Linked DNA regions of Sus scrofa: region 1 is linked to region 2. The links are chromatin contacts, called in public HiChIP or PLAC-seq maps. All regions are on one chromosome and are shown on one strand. Each heading gives the region's core, a stretch centred on a gene start, on an enhancer-like site or on the middle of the called end of the contact. The rest is flanking DNA. Distances are from core to core; before and after follow the strand shown.

Evidence for each region. HiChIP or PLAC-seq counts read pairs in DNA pulled down with a chosen protein or histone mark.
Region 1: an H3K27ac HiChIP or PLAC-seq map of alveolar macrophages shows a contact between it and region 2. The contact joins the promoter of IKZF1 here to the enhancer-like site in region 2. A contact is called at or near these places in 7 of 47 Hi-C or Micro-C datasets (alveolar macrophages, blood, embryonic fibroblasts and 2 more) and 1 of 2 datasets of contacts at active chromatin or transcription factors (alveolar macrophages).

Annotation. Positions count from the first base shown.
Region 1 is chr9:136,370,472-136,376,488 of Sscrofa11.1, forward strand. IKZF1 (DNA-binding protein Ikaros) reads left to right here and starts at 1,731. Exons shown (of 9, transcript XM_021063913.1): 1 at 1,731-1,796.
Region 2 is chr9:136,286,899-136,293,272 of Sscrofa11.1, forward strand. No RefSeq gene overlaps it. Among named protein-coding and RNA genes, the nearest start is that of IKZF1, 82 kb to the right of the region's middle. Within about 2 kb of position 4,838, at least 23 of the 83 cell types and tissues checked have an H3K27ac peak or open chromatin away from gene starts, as enhancers often do. A contact at or near this core is called in alveolar macrophages and skeletal muscle, where this site is marked.

The sequences.
Region 1 (6,017 bases), core at 481-2,980, 80 kb after region 2:
ATTTATAGATGGGGAAACTGAGGCATAGAGAGGTTAAGCATCTCGGAAATCAAGACCACACAGCCCAAATGGTTTGGGCTCCTGGCCTCATGCTCTTCTGCCCCAGGAGGCTTTGCCTTGGCTGGATGAGGTCGTCGGAGTCCTGGACTCACACTCCTGGGGCCCATGCACCACATTGAAAGAGCCAAGCCTTTGGGGCTGAGGGTGCGGCATTCTTCCAAGTATTCGAGGTGTGCTGTGACCCTGGCTGTCAGCCTCCCTTTGGGCCTTGTGCCCTGTGTTCACTGCCTCATTTAGCCTTGACCATCTTTAGGGTGAAGTGGCACTCACTCCTTTTGCAGATAAAGATGATGGGGGTTCAGAGAGGTTCCATAACGTGGCCCAGGTCACAGGTGAGGGAAGGACTGGGAGTTGAGTCCATGATGATCCTTTTACTAGACCTGCCTCCTCTGGGCTTTAAGCAGGGAGTTAAGTGGCGCCCACAGACTTTCAGGACGCATGGTAGCCACTGGCTTCAGTGGCCCAGGAAGAATTTGGCAGGTGCTGTTTGTAGCTCATGGAGCGGAGAAGAGACTTTTCCCAGGAATGGCAGAGGAGCAGCCTGTCGACGGGGTACTGGTCCTGCCACCAGTCTCCTCCTTAGGCCACAGCCTTTCCTGGCCACACCCAGCTGCCTGTCCCTTCTCCCCAGCAGACACTTCTCTCCCCTCGAAAGACCTGAACTGCCTCCCCCCTCGAGGTCCCCAGCGCCCTTCCTCACTCTTCCCAGCACAATCGGGTCTGTCCTGCTCAGAGGGGCGCGGAGGCATATGTCTGCGCCCTCCCTGCGCCTGGTGCAAGACTTGAAGAGCAAGGGCTTTGCCTCCTGCAACTCAGTCCCTCCTCTGTCGCCTGCGGGGGCTCAGGACGAATCTGTAGAATTCCTGACTCTTGCTCTTCTGCTCCTATTGAACACTGTCGCCGGCTCCTGCTCGGGTGGGGCCCGCTTAATCACAGTGATGGATTCCTGGCGGAGCGCGAAGAGGTGCGCTGTCAGAGGCCGCCCTGCCCTTTGAATTCATCCACAGCGCCTTCCACTCGCGCTTCGGGCCTCACGGAGGGAGAGGCTGAGGCGCAAAGAGCCTGGCGCGGGGCTGCAGGTTTGCCCGGCGTGCCGCCGCCGCCGCCCTTTCCACCCGCGTGCGCGCCTGGGCCGAGAGGGAAGGCGCGATCCCAACTTCTGCCGGAGCAGGTGGGAGGGAAGAGACGGGAGGTATTCCATTGGCTGTCTGGGAAGTGAACTGTACCTTCCCCTCACTTGCGGAGGATCAACTTTTCCCACCCCTCTCGGCTGGGCACTCGTAATCCGGGGTCTCAGCCAGGATCTGGGAGCCTGGTGGTCCCAGTTCGAAGGAAGCGAGGCCTGGAGGGCGGAGGACGTCCCTAGACGCTGGGGAAAGTGCTTCACAGGACCCTGAGTCCGCCCGACGGGTGCCCCGTCGAGCGGCCCGGGACACAGGGTTGAGGGTCCCCGGGAGTGCGCCGCCGTTCCGGCGGCCTCGCAAGCGTGGTCCGCGCCGGGCCGCCAAGGGTTAAGCGCAGGTCCCGCTGCGCGGTGGCAGATCCACCGCCCGGCCCGGGACGCCTGAGCGCCGGCCACCAGTGGCCGCGCGGAGCCGCGGGCGCGATGCGGCGCTGGAATGAGGAAGCGCGGCGGGGAGGGGAGGGCCGGGGCGCGCTGCGCGCGGGGGTGGCGGCGGCGCGCCCTGCGGGCCCGGCGCGGGGGAGCGGGCTGCAGCCGGCAGCGGCGCCAGCAGGTACGGCCCGCGCCCGCCGCCGTCCCGGGGGCCCGCGGGGGCCGGGGTCCAGCCCCGCGTGGCGGCAAAGTTTGTGCGCGCGGCCCCGGAGTTGCGGTCGGGACGCCGCGGCGCGAGCGGGCGACCGGCGGCGGGGGCGGCGCGCCTCGCTCTCCGTCCCTCTCCAAGCCCCGCTCCGAGTCCCCGCCCGGCCCCAGTCCCTGTCCAAGCCCCGCGCTGGTCCCGCCAGGCGCTGGGAGCGGCGAGCCCGCCGCGGGCTGGAGCGTGTGCGCCGGGCGACGCGGCGGCGGAGCAGGTGGCGCCGGGACCCGCGTGGCGCGCAGCCCCAAACTTTGCGCAGCGCGGGCGGCGGGCGCGCGCTCGGGTCCCCGGCGCTCGGGGCGGGCGGCCGCAGGTGGCGGAGCGCTGGCCGCGGGGGCGCGGCGCGGGGACCCAGGTGCGCGGCCCGTGGGCGGCGCTGTGCGCGCGGGACGGCCGCCGGCTGCGAGTGCGAAAGCGCCGGCTGGGCGCAGCGGGCGGGGGGTGGGGAGCGCGGCGGAGAAATGGGGAACAATGCGAGTGAGCAACTTCAGGAAGTCATTGTGAAAGAAAGCTGGGAAGAGCTGGGCGGCCGAGTTAGCCGGGCGCTCTAACAAGTGCCTGCGCGGCCCGCGCCCAGGGCGGCCACTGCGGCGAAGGTCCCTGGGTCCCGGCGGAGCGCAGCCGAGCCCGGGCCGGACGCTTGGCCGCGGCAAGGCGGCCGACCGGCGAGCCAGGCTCAGAGGGTGTTCTTCGCGCCCGAGGATCAATCTTGGACCCCCCTCAAAGTGCGAGGCACAAATCCACGTGAGTGTTTTCAAATTGAATTTCCATCGGAAAACTTGGATTCAAAGAAAGAGAGAGAAGGGGAAAGAAAGCAAAAGACGGGACGGTCCAATTTGTAACTCCTGATTTCGCTCGGATCAGCCTCTCCTTTCTGGGGACAGAGATAGCGTGGACTTGCCAAAGCCTGGGCCACGTCGCGCTGTGCCCACAGGTGCAGGACCAGGCCGGCCGCGGGGCACTTCTGAGCTGTCCGGCTGCCTCTGTGCAGAGGACGTTGTAGCTGTTGGTCCTGTTTAAATCGATATGCGCTTATATAGTGAGATCACGGAAGTCAGCCTTTGTAAAGTCATTCATACAGAGCTGGCTTGTCTTACTTTTGACGTGAGAGCGTTTTGCTTATACTGGAAAATAATTAGATCGAGTCCGAACTTGCTTTCTGCAAAATAGGAATTATCCCGGTTTGAGAAGTTGGTAGGACTTTTGCTGACCGCAGTTTTGGCTCTCAGGTTACGAAACCCCTCTGTGAAAAGGAGTGAGGTTACTTGCGACTGTATTTGAAATGTGTTTGAAAATTGGTCAAGGGTCTTTGGTGCTTCCCGAGAGCTCTCGTGGAGGTGTGATTGTTTTTTCGTCTCGTGTGGAGGCACGACGTGTGGCATCTGGGGAGCAGAAAGGGTCCCCGCGCGCCCGGGTCTCATCAGGCAGAGCTTTCACATGCAGTTTCCATTCTCTCTGGACTGCAGCCCTGGGAAGTGAATTTCAAAGCCATGTGCCTCCCTGAGCTCCACGTTCAAAATTCCCCACCTTAATCCCCCACGGCATATGCCAGCTTTGAGGTACCTTGTTTTAAAATCCGGAAAGGGGTTTAAATTGATATTGAAGAAGAATCTCCTTACCAGTTAGATCAACTTCTATTCAAAGTGAAAAAAAAAAAAAGCAAGTGGAAAATATTTGATATACATAATATTTAAACTTTGGTGGAAATTTAAATGATTTTAAGGATGGTTCGCTTTGGTTATGAGTTAGGGGAAGAGTGAAACCTGCAGGAAACGGTTTGAGCCTCTTGAATTCATTTCTTTGTCTGAAGATGTTAGTTGAGTGAGGTTCTTTGGACTGATTTTATGTGGGATTTTTTATGTAACAATTCAAGTATTATTCTTATTAGGTGTGTTGGAACTGTTTCTGTGACAAATTAGAATATTTGGGATGTGGCTTACTATTTAAACTGTCACAAATATCTCTGACAGGAAGGTCACTTGCTTTTAGCCTGGAATATACAAAATATGTTACAAATAATCTGTAGGCACAGATACAAATAATGATGTCACATGTCAAAAAATCCTATATAATTTGGGATTGATGGTATGTCTCTGGTTTCAAAACTTACCATGAACATATGTGTTTATACCTTTTTTACAATGAGAAAAAAAAAAAAAAAAAAAAAAAAAAAACAACAGTGGCTTCCTGGTCTCAAAGTCTGCTAAAGCTTAAGACCAGAAACGTGTGACTGAGTTAGATGGTCTGGTTTTCTTCTCTCCTGTTTCAGGAAGAGAGTTGAAGGCAGTTTTAGAAACTCCTTTGGGTGTCTTTAATTCATCAGTATTTTAATTAAAATGCTACATCTTGGAAAACTACGCAGCATCGTAGCAATAATAGCACCTAATCATGATCTCAGGGAATGAGCCCCCAGGTCTGTAAATAACAGTGTGTGTGTGTGTGTGTGTGTGTGTGTGTGAGACGTTCGGGTCTTTTGAGAAGTTTGAGATCTCCTGAGAGAAGGTACCCGAGGTGTCCTGCAGCCATTTCCCCTGTTGAGAATGAGGATCGCAGCCAATTTCCTGGCCAAGAGGCCTGCCTCCCGTCGTGCTGGGAGCCACGGCTCCTTCCTCATGGGAGACGGAGAATGGTGGGTCATTGGCGGGGAGGTCTTCCTCCCCTTGGCTTTTGCGTTTGGTGCGTTTCCCGCTTGGCCAGTGGAGTAGGTCCCATCAGGACAGGTGTCAGACGTCTGCGATGTGTCTACGCAGTCTTCTACATGCCACGCCGCAACACGCTGCCACCCCACCCACACGCCGGTTATGTGGACCCTTCAAGGTTACGTGTGTATTAATAGAGGCAGGAAAGAAAGGCGTTCTGTGACCATGTGCACGCATGCAGGCACGACACACTCAGAGCACATGCAGTGTGAGGAGAGATGGGGGGAGGGGGCGGGGGGGGTTAGCATCAGACACACCTGACCTGGGTAATGAAGCCTCGCCTTTGGGGTGGGTGGGTGGGTTGGTTTTTTACCTTTTACTCAAACAAGACAGATTTTCCCACTTGGAATGGTGAGTTTAAGCATAAATGATATTAGTACTTTCGGGGTCTGCCTAGGGCGCTTGCAGTTACCCCAGAATTCATCAGGGGAGCAGTGTTTAGTGGCATTTGTGTTTTCTCTTCCCTCCTCTCATCTTTGTAAGTATGGAGTAATGTCACCATGAAGTAAGTAGGGCTTCTCTTGCCTCTTGTGAATGGAGAGGCATGTCCTGGCTCCAGTTCGCAGCCCTTGCTCTTGCCATTTCTGGGCACTGGGACTCTTGCTTGCCGCTGTGAGACGCTGCCCCTCCTGCCCTGATGGTTACCTGGTCCTTGTCTGGTTCAGTGCATTTGTATGTGTAGATGTCTGTGGACCACGGGTCCTTTCATGGGAGAAAACGTGAGATGTACAAGCAGCAAGCGCCCCATCCTTGGAGGCTGATGAGGGGGGGCCCGCAGAGCGGTGTGCACCTCAGGACAGGTCCCTCTGCTTTGGCTCAGGACAGGCACTGGCACACGAGTGATCTCAACCTCGGGCAGGCTGTTTCGGATCATAGGCATCACACACACACACACACACACACACACACACACACACACACACACACACACACACATTTGAAGTCCAGACCAGGGGAAGCTGGGAATGAGGTTCAGCAGGGCCGAGGGCACCCCCCGACCCCCAGACCCCAGGCCAGGCAGTCGCACTGGCTTCCTAGGAGCCCCGGGCCTGCTGGTGTTCCTTGCAGCTGCCTCCATGGCGCCACAGCACTGGCTGTCTCTGCGTCTCCTGTGACGTGTGGTCCCATCCTCCCATTTTCGCTGTCGCTGCTTTGCTTAGCTCGTGTTTGACAGCGTTGTGGAACCTTTGGTGCTATTCTAATAAATATTTTTAGAGGGAAATGGAAGAGTGAAATGCTGCCTTGTTACAAGGGAAACATAGCCAACGAAAGAAGCTCTGCAGAAAGTTCCAGAGTGGAGAGGAGGGCAGGGCCCCCCTGCTTTGGTGGGGCTGGTGGGGGTCGGGGGTCACCCCTGAGAAGGGCCTGCCCAGGAGGCAGCCGAGGCCTCGGCGACAAGAAATGGCCTGATCCTTCCTTCCAGGGAGTTCCCTTGCCTTCC
Region 2 (6,374 bases), core at 3,588-6,087:
CGAGAGGCAGAAGCTACTTCTGCAAAGAGATCCCAGACTTTCATCGTGGCTCCAGAACCACGGCTGCAGTGTCCCTCGTTGACAGGCAGTGGGCAGAACTCCTTTGATTGACTGATTGATTGACTGATTAATTGATTTTGACTTTTAGGGCCTCACCTTTAGCATAAGGAAGTTCCAGGCTAGGGGTCAAATCGGAGCCACAGCCACAGCCACAGCAACGCGGGATCCAAGCCTCCTCTGCGACCTACACCACAGCTTACAGCAACACCTGATCCCTAACCCACTGACTGAGGCCAGGATCGAACCCGCCTCCTCACGACCCTAGTCAGATTCATTTCCACTGCGCCCCAACGGGGACTCCCCAGAGCTCATTTTGTGTTTCTCTGAAGAAACTGTTCTCAAGTGCGAGGATCAGTTTTTCAGGAGCAAAATATCCTTCAATATTTTGAAGAAAGGCTTTAAAGCAGAAATTAAAGTGGTTTCCTTCCACGGATAAAGAGCCACTACCCAAAGCCAGATCTTTGTTTTGGTCACAATAATATGTTTTTTAAAAAATGAAATACTTCATAAATTGTTGCCTTTTTAGATATCACTCCTAATTTGATTACTATGAAATAATAGGCAGGCATTTTTCTTTTCTTTTCTTTTCCCTCTTGCTTTCTTTTTCAGCTGCACCCACAGCCTATGGAAGTTCTCGGGCCAAGGAGCGAATGTGAGCCACAGCTGCGACCTATGCCACAGCTATGGCCATGCCAGAGCCTTAACCCCCTGCGCCATGGAGGTATTTTTCAAATGAGGAAACCAGTGTTTGTCCAGGAGCACGCGGTTTTCCAAGGGGGCCTTCAGCTGGAGGGTGCCCCCCACCTGTGAGACCGTGTGTGTGGGATCCCACTGGGGCGAAAGACCCCCGTGGTGACCGGCGCATTCACAGGGGCCTGCTGGGAAAAATGGGGAGACCCAGACTTTGTGCCTCTTTATTGCGCAGACTGACAGTAACTGACTGCAGCTTTACCCGGTTTCTGTGAGGACAGGACAGGCCGGCAAAGCGGCCTTAAGGCTCACACAGCCTTGACCATGTAGCCTCTTTGCCAGGAAGGTCACCGCCACCTGTGGGCTCCGGGGCTGCGTGTCTGGCTGGGGTTTGCAGGTCGGTGGACCCTGGGGGACCCCACGGCCTCTCCCTTTGACTCCCCGCCCTGGCCCTGGCCGGAGTCCACTAGCTGGATGTTCTCCTTCGGTGGCCCGTAGGAGCGTAACTCAGCTGTGTCCCTCCTGTCCCCCCTCTCCTCCCCCCACTGACCCTAAACAGACCCTTCTGCGGGGAGGTGGGAGGTGAAGGGGACTCCAGACCGGCCTCGACCTGCGCTTGCTCAGATGGAGACGAGGCCTGGGATGGGAGGTGAGTCATTCCGCTGCGGCGCGCCCCGAAATCCTTCCATCAATCACACTGGACCTCAAGGCGGCGGGAAATGATTCTGCAGAGAGAGCGGTAGAGGTTGCTCCAGAGGCCTCGTCTCCCCTTGTGGAGCCTCCACACCCCGCCCGGGTTCCAGCAGCTCCGGCGGGGAGAGCATCCCAGCGGGTTCTGCCTCGGCTCTTGCTCTGGGCAGGTGTCGCCCTGCTTCTCTTCCAGGGCGCCCCGTGAAATAAACGCCGTCTGGATAACGCCTTTCCACGGGTGGAAACCAACACGCAGAGCGGTGAAGTTACTTTGCCCAAAGTCCCAGAAAACACGGTGGGGCGGGGCCGGGGGCTCTGTGCCCTCAGACCACGTGGTCTAACGTCGGCGTCCCTGCCGCTGACCACAGGGAACGTTCCCGACCGGCCGCTGGGCTTTGCACCACACTCGCCATCGCCGAGGCAGCAGGTGCGGTCCGGGCCTTTTCACTCCTCTCTCACCAGGGAGTGACTTCACTGGGTCGAACGCGAGTGTGTGCAAACCGACCGGGGAAGCTTCGCAAATCTCTCCTTATCAGGCCGGCCTCGGCTGTGCAATAACTGTGTCCCCAGCGCAGGCCCGGAGGACGCTCGGTGGCTTCACCCCGCTGCCCTTGTGCAACGTGCCCCATCCAAACCCTCTTGCTCAAGACCACTCCCACGCCGGAGCCTGAGAACTGGAAGGCGCGGGGCCTCGGCCGGGAAGCACCGGGCGGAGACTCTCTCCGCAGGCCCCCGCCTCTTCCCGCCGCTCCCACGGGTGGGCGGGGCCAGCCTCGGGCCTCCGTTTCCCCTCTTTAAAAGGTCAGAGGTGCCTGACCTTCCTTCCTCCTAAGTGAGGATCAGATGAGCCGAAGTTATTGAGCAGATGCGAAGGGATGGAATTGTTACTCCTGATGGTTCCAGGGCGTCAGTTGGTCTCCCAGGGTCACAACTGTATAGTGTGGACATGGCAGCCCTGGAGTTGGCTAGATGCCAGCTGCCCACGGCCACAGGGTCACCTCCTGACTCTTCCGTTTCTCATTTTCCTTCCTGGGCATCCATCCCTTTGCCCCTGAGGTGGCTTGGGACCTCCCATTTTGTGTCATCAGAAAGAATGTGCCCGTGTGCTCATAACTGTGACCTTGCAGCTTAGGTTTTGAGCGTTCGTAGCATCTTCTTGGTGAAATGAGGAGGACAGAACCCACATGACGGGCGGAGCGGAGCGGAGTGAGGTTGTGGGTGGGAAAAAACAGATTGTAAAGGCGGCAGACGATCGCGAGAAGGCTGTTGATCGCTGAAGGTAGTTTTTCAGAATTTCTCTATTTGTTTTTTTTTTAGGTACTATGAATGTGTTTTGGAACTGAAATCACTTAATTGTTTTTAACAGGAAAATCTGTTTCGTAGTATTAAATCTCTCTCTCACAGTATTAAAACATGACTTGTGTTCATATTTATAAAAGAAAATTACACTCACAAATGATGATATCTGATTAAGGAGAACTAGAATTGAAGAAATGCGCCATGGTGCTCGCACAGCTTCCGTGTGCATGACAACGAGGCACAAGGTCCCAAACAGGCACGGGACGAAGAAGCAGAGGTCTCCAGGTGCTGTTCCCACCACATGTCACCTGTCCTGCCGTCACCGCTTCGCTGGGCACACTCCCGGCTGATACGGTCAGAAGTGTGACCGTGGTGGAGAGACGCCACTCCTGCATGCTTTCTTTCATTTATTCACGCGATAAGCATCACTACATCCCGAGCAAGTGGCAAACCCTGGGCTTGATGCTGACGACGTGCCCCAGTGACTCAGCAGAAGTCCTGCACTAACAGCCTGACGTCACGAGGTGGGGTCTCCGTGCTGCCGCAGTAATAACCTGACAGGTGCGCAGCCCCTGGGATGGAAGGGGCAGCTGCTGCGGGGATGGGGCTGGATCACTGCCGCCACCTGCCTCCTCCAATGCACTCGCTGGCAGGTGTCTTTGCTTTGGGGCTGATGTGGCCAAATGCAGCCTCTGTGAAGGAGAGACGTGACGTCAGCCAGGTGTGTGCCAGACCCGATCCAGAGGCACCTGCAGCTTAGCATGAAACCCACGGGCCCTGGGAGGTGTCTGCTCCCCCACATGTGTTCTGGTCTCCAAGTGACGGTGAGGCCTGTCCCCACCCTCCCTGGGCCCAGGGTCACCTCCCAGGCTGGGGAACGCTGAGCCCAGGCCAGTGAGGCAGCCTGCTGTCCCAGGGTAGATCCCCATGGCCGGCAGTCAGCAGGGCCTGCCCCCGCCTTCCTTTGTCCCTGCTGTCCTAGGCTTGCCCTCCACTGCCCTGTCCTTGGTCCTGTGTCGTAGGCCACAGCTCACACTGGAGCTTGCCCTTTCACGTTTGTGGTCTTGGTCAGCATGAGGGAGGGGAGGTGGGCAACGGGGGTGTGAGATGTCTAATTTACAGGGGCCCGTGGGAGATGTGCAGAGGTGACAAGCTCAGCAGGACACGGCTCTGTCTGTGAGGCCACAAGATGTTGGGTGAGGAAGGCAGGTGCACGAGGAGATGAGCCCGATAAAAGGAGAAAACATGACCGGGGGAGCGCAGAGGAGCCGGAGGCGAGGCTGGGCGGAGGCTTTGGTGGAGTCCCAGGCCGGAGCAGGTGGAACTCTGTGCCCTTTGAAGGGGAGCCGACCGGCCGGACCGGGGTGCAGGGATGAGCCAGCCGTGAGCAGGGGGATGCAGGGGCACCAAAAAAAAGGACAGAGGCAGGCGGGTGCCTCAGGTGTACCTCCTGCCACATTCTTCCAGTCCTAAGACCTCCCAGAGCATGGAGAGGCGGAGGGCCTGGCTGTAGCCATTACACAGACTCGGGCCATCAGGGCTCAGCGGGCAGGGGCTCCATCCAGGCCAGGCTGGAAGCAGCAGCATGATGCGGGCAGTGGATGGAGGGCAGGGAAGGGACGGGCCCAGGCAGCCGGGGTCACTGGAGGAAACTGCCCGGCGACAGGGAGATCAGGGTTCTGGGCGAGGCCGCCCTCCCTCCCTCGCTGGGTCCAGACCGGTGCTTATCTCTAAATCAAGCACGCATGCGGCCAGGATGCATGTCTTCAGGGGCCTCCAGAGAGTTGGAAACCACATCCGTACCTTGGCTTCTACACGAGAGGAACTGCCGGGTGCTGGAGAGCCCCTGGGCTCCAGCAGCTGCCTCCGCTTCCTCCCAGCAGCCTCTGCTCGGCGCGGTGGGATCAGGTCTCCTCCCCGCTGGAGCGCGGGCTGGCTGCTATTCTTGGCTTTTCCACATGTGCCCTTCCCCCCTCCCCCTTCCCGCTCCCCGGCCTCTCGGAGCCCAGGCACACTTAGCACTCCTGCCCCCAACACACAACCAACATTTGTACTGTCTCTGCCCTTCTGTCACATAGCGCCTGGCGCTCGGCGCTGGGTGATGCTTCAAACAAACCTTGGCACTAAGCCCAGGCCTGGAGGGAGGGGCCGCCTCCACTGGGCACCTTCTCTGCACCAGGCATCTGGGGCACTCCCAGGCCCTTCTCACGGACCGTGTTCCCATCCCTCTTTCCAGCACCAAACCTTGTGTGTCGCTCACACCCACAGGGCCTTGGAGGGGGAAGGGCAGGAGCCAGAGGGCAGAGCCCAGGGCTGGGGGACCTCTCAGGAGACGGCTCCCTGGGATGTGGCCTCAGTCTCCCCATCTGTAAAAGGGAGCAGTACTAAGCTTGGCAGGTGAAATTACAAAATTATCCGCTTGCCTGGCTCCGAGCAGCCACTCCATCAACGCAAGGCCCTTTCATTGCCTGGGCTGGGAGGGGGACGACCTGCCCGCCTCCTGTCTCTGGAGGCGGCTGAAGGCAGACCCACGGAGGCCTGACGGAGACCCAGGCAGGGGGATCGTGGTGCAGCGAAAGAAGAACCGGAAGCACAGGCTGGCAGGTCAGCTGCCTGAGTGGAGGCCGCGAGGGAAAGCTCACGTTTGGAGAGAGAGAGAGAGCTGTCACGTGGTCAGGTGGCTACTGTACTTGTCAGAGTGTTTTTCCAGCCACGGTCCAGGCTCAGGCGCTGCTGGCCGGGCTTCCCCGGGTGTCTGAACAGCAGGCACCGCCGCTGTGCTCTGCTATGTTCTCCCCCAGAGCATGGGACGGGCCGAGCGGAGGAGAATCACCCCAGAGACCTGCCCCCGCACGTGGCCTGGGTTGGGGGTGTCGGACTTCCTCGGTCCTCACCTGCCGCCTGAGAAGCTGAGGAGCCTGCCACCTCCAGGGCAGCATGGCACAGAGGCTGGCACAGAACAGCGGGTCCGTCAACACCCATCATGCCAGCCCCTCGTCCTCCACAGCCTTGTAACTTTCAACACTGGCGCTGAGCTCCCCGGGCCCTCGTTCCAGGTTATAATGAAGCGATAGAAAGGTGCATCGCTTAATTTCCAAAACTGCAACCACGATCCGTGCCAGCAAAAACTCGAGAATTCGGCTCATGTGGATGAGGTCTGCCGGGCAGGATTGAGGAATCAATGTCCCTTCACCGCTCAGGGTCCCTTCACCCAGTGACAGATTCAATTCCTGGAGCAGGAGTGAGGAGCAAGACGTCCCTGTGGGGGTCTGAGGCCAAGGTGGCGTTTGCACCCCCGGGAGCCCGTGGTCCAGGGCTGACCATGTGCACGGGGACCAGGTGTGGCTCTGCAGGTCCCAGGTGCAGGTGGGAAGTGGGGGGACACGCAGCAGCTCCCCCGACTCACAGCTCTACTTCCGGTTTGAGGCTCCATCCTGACTCTGCAGGTTCAGCCCCAAGGAGCTTCCCGGCAGGGCTCAGACAAGGGAGGAAGAAGTGCGATTTGGACCCAAAAGCAGAGCATGGATTCGGGAGGAGGAGCTGGAGGTGCAGAGGGTGGTTCAGGGGTGTTTCAGGACCTCACCGGAGGAGGAGGCAACCCTGGTTCCTGGATCCTCAGGGACCACTTCTGGTTG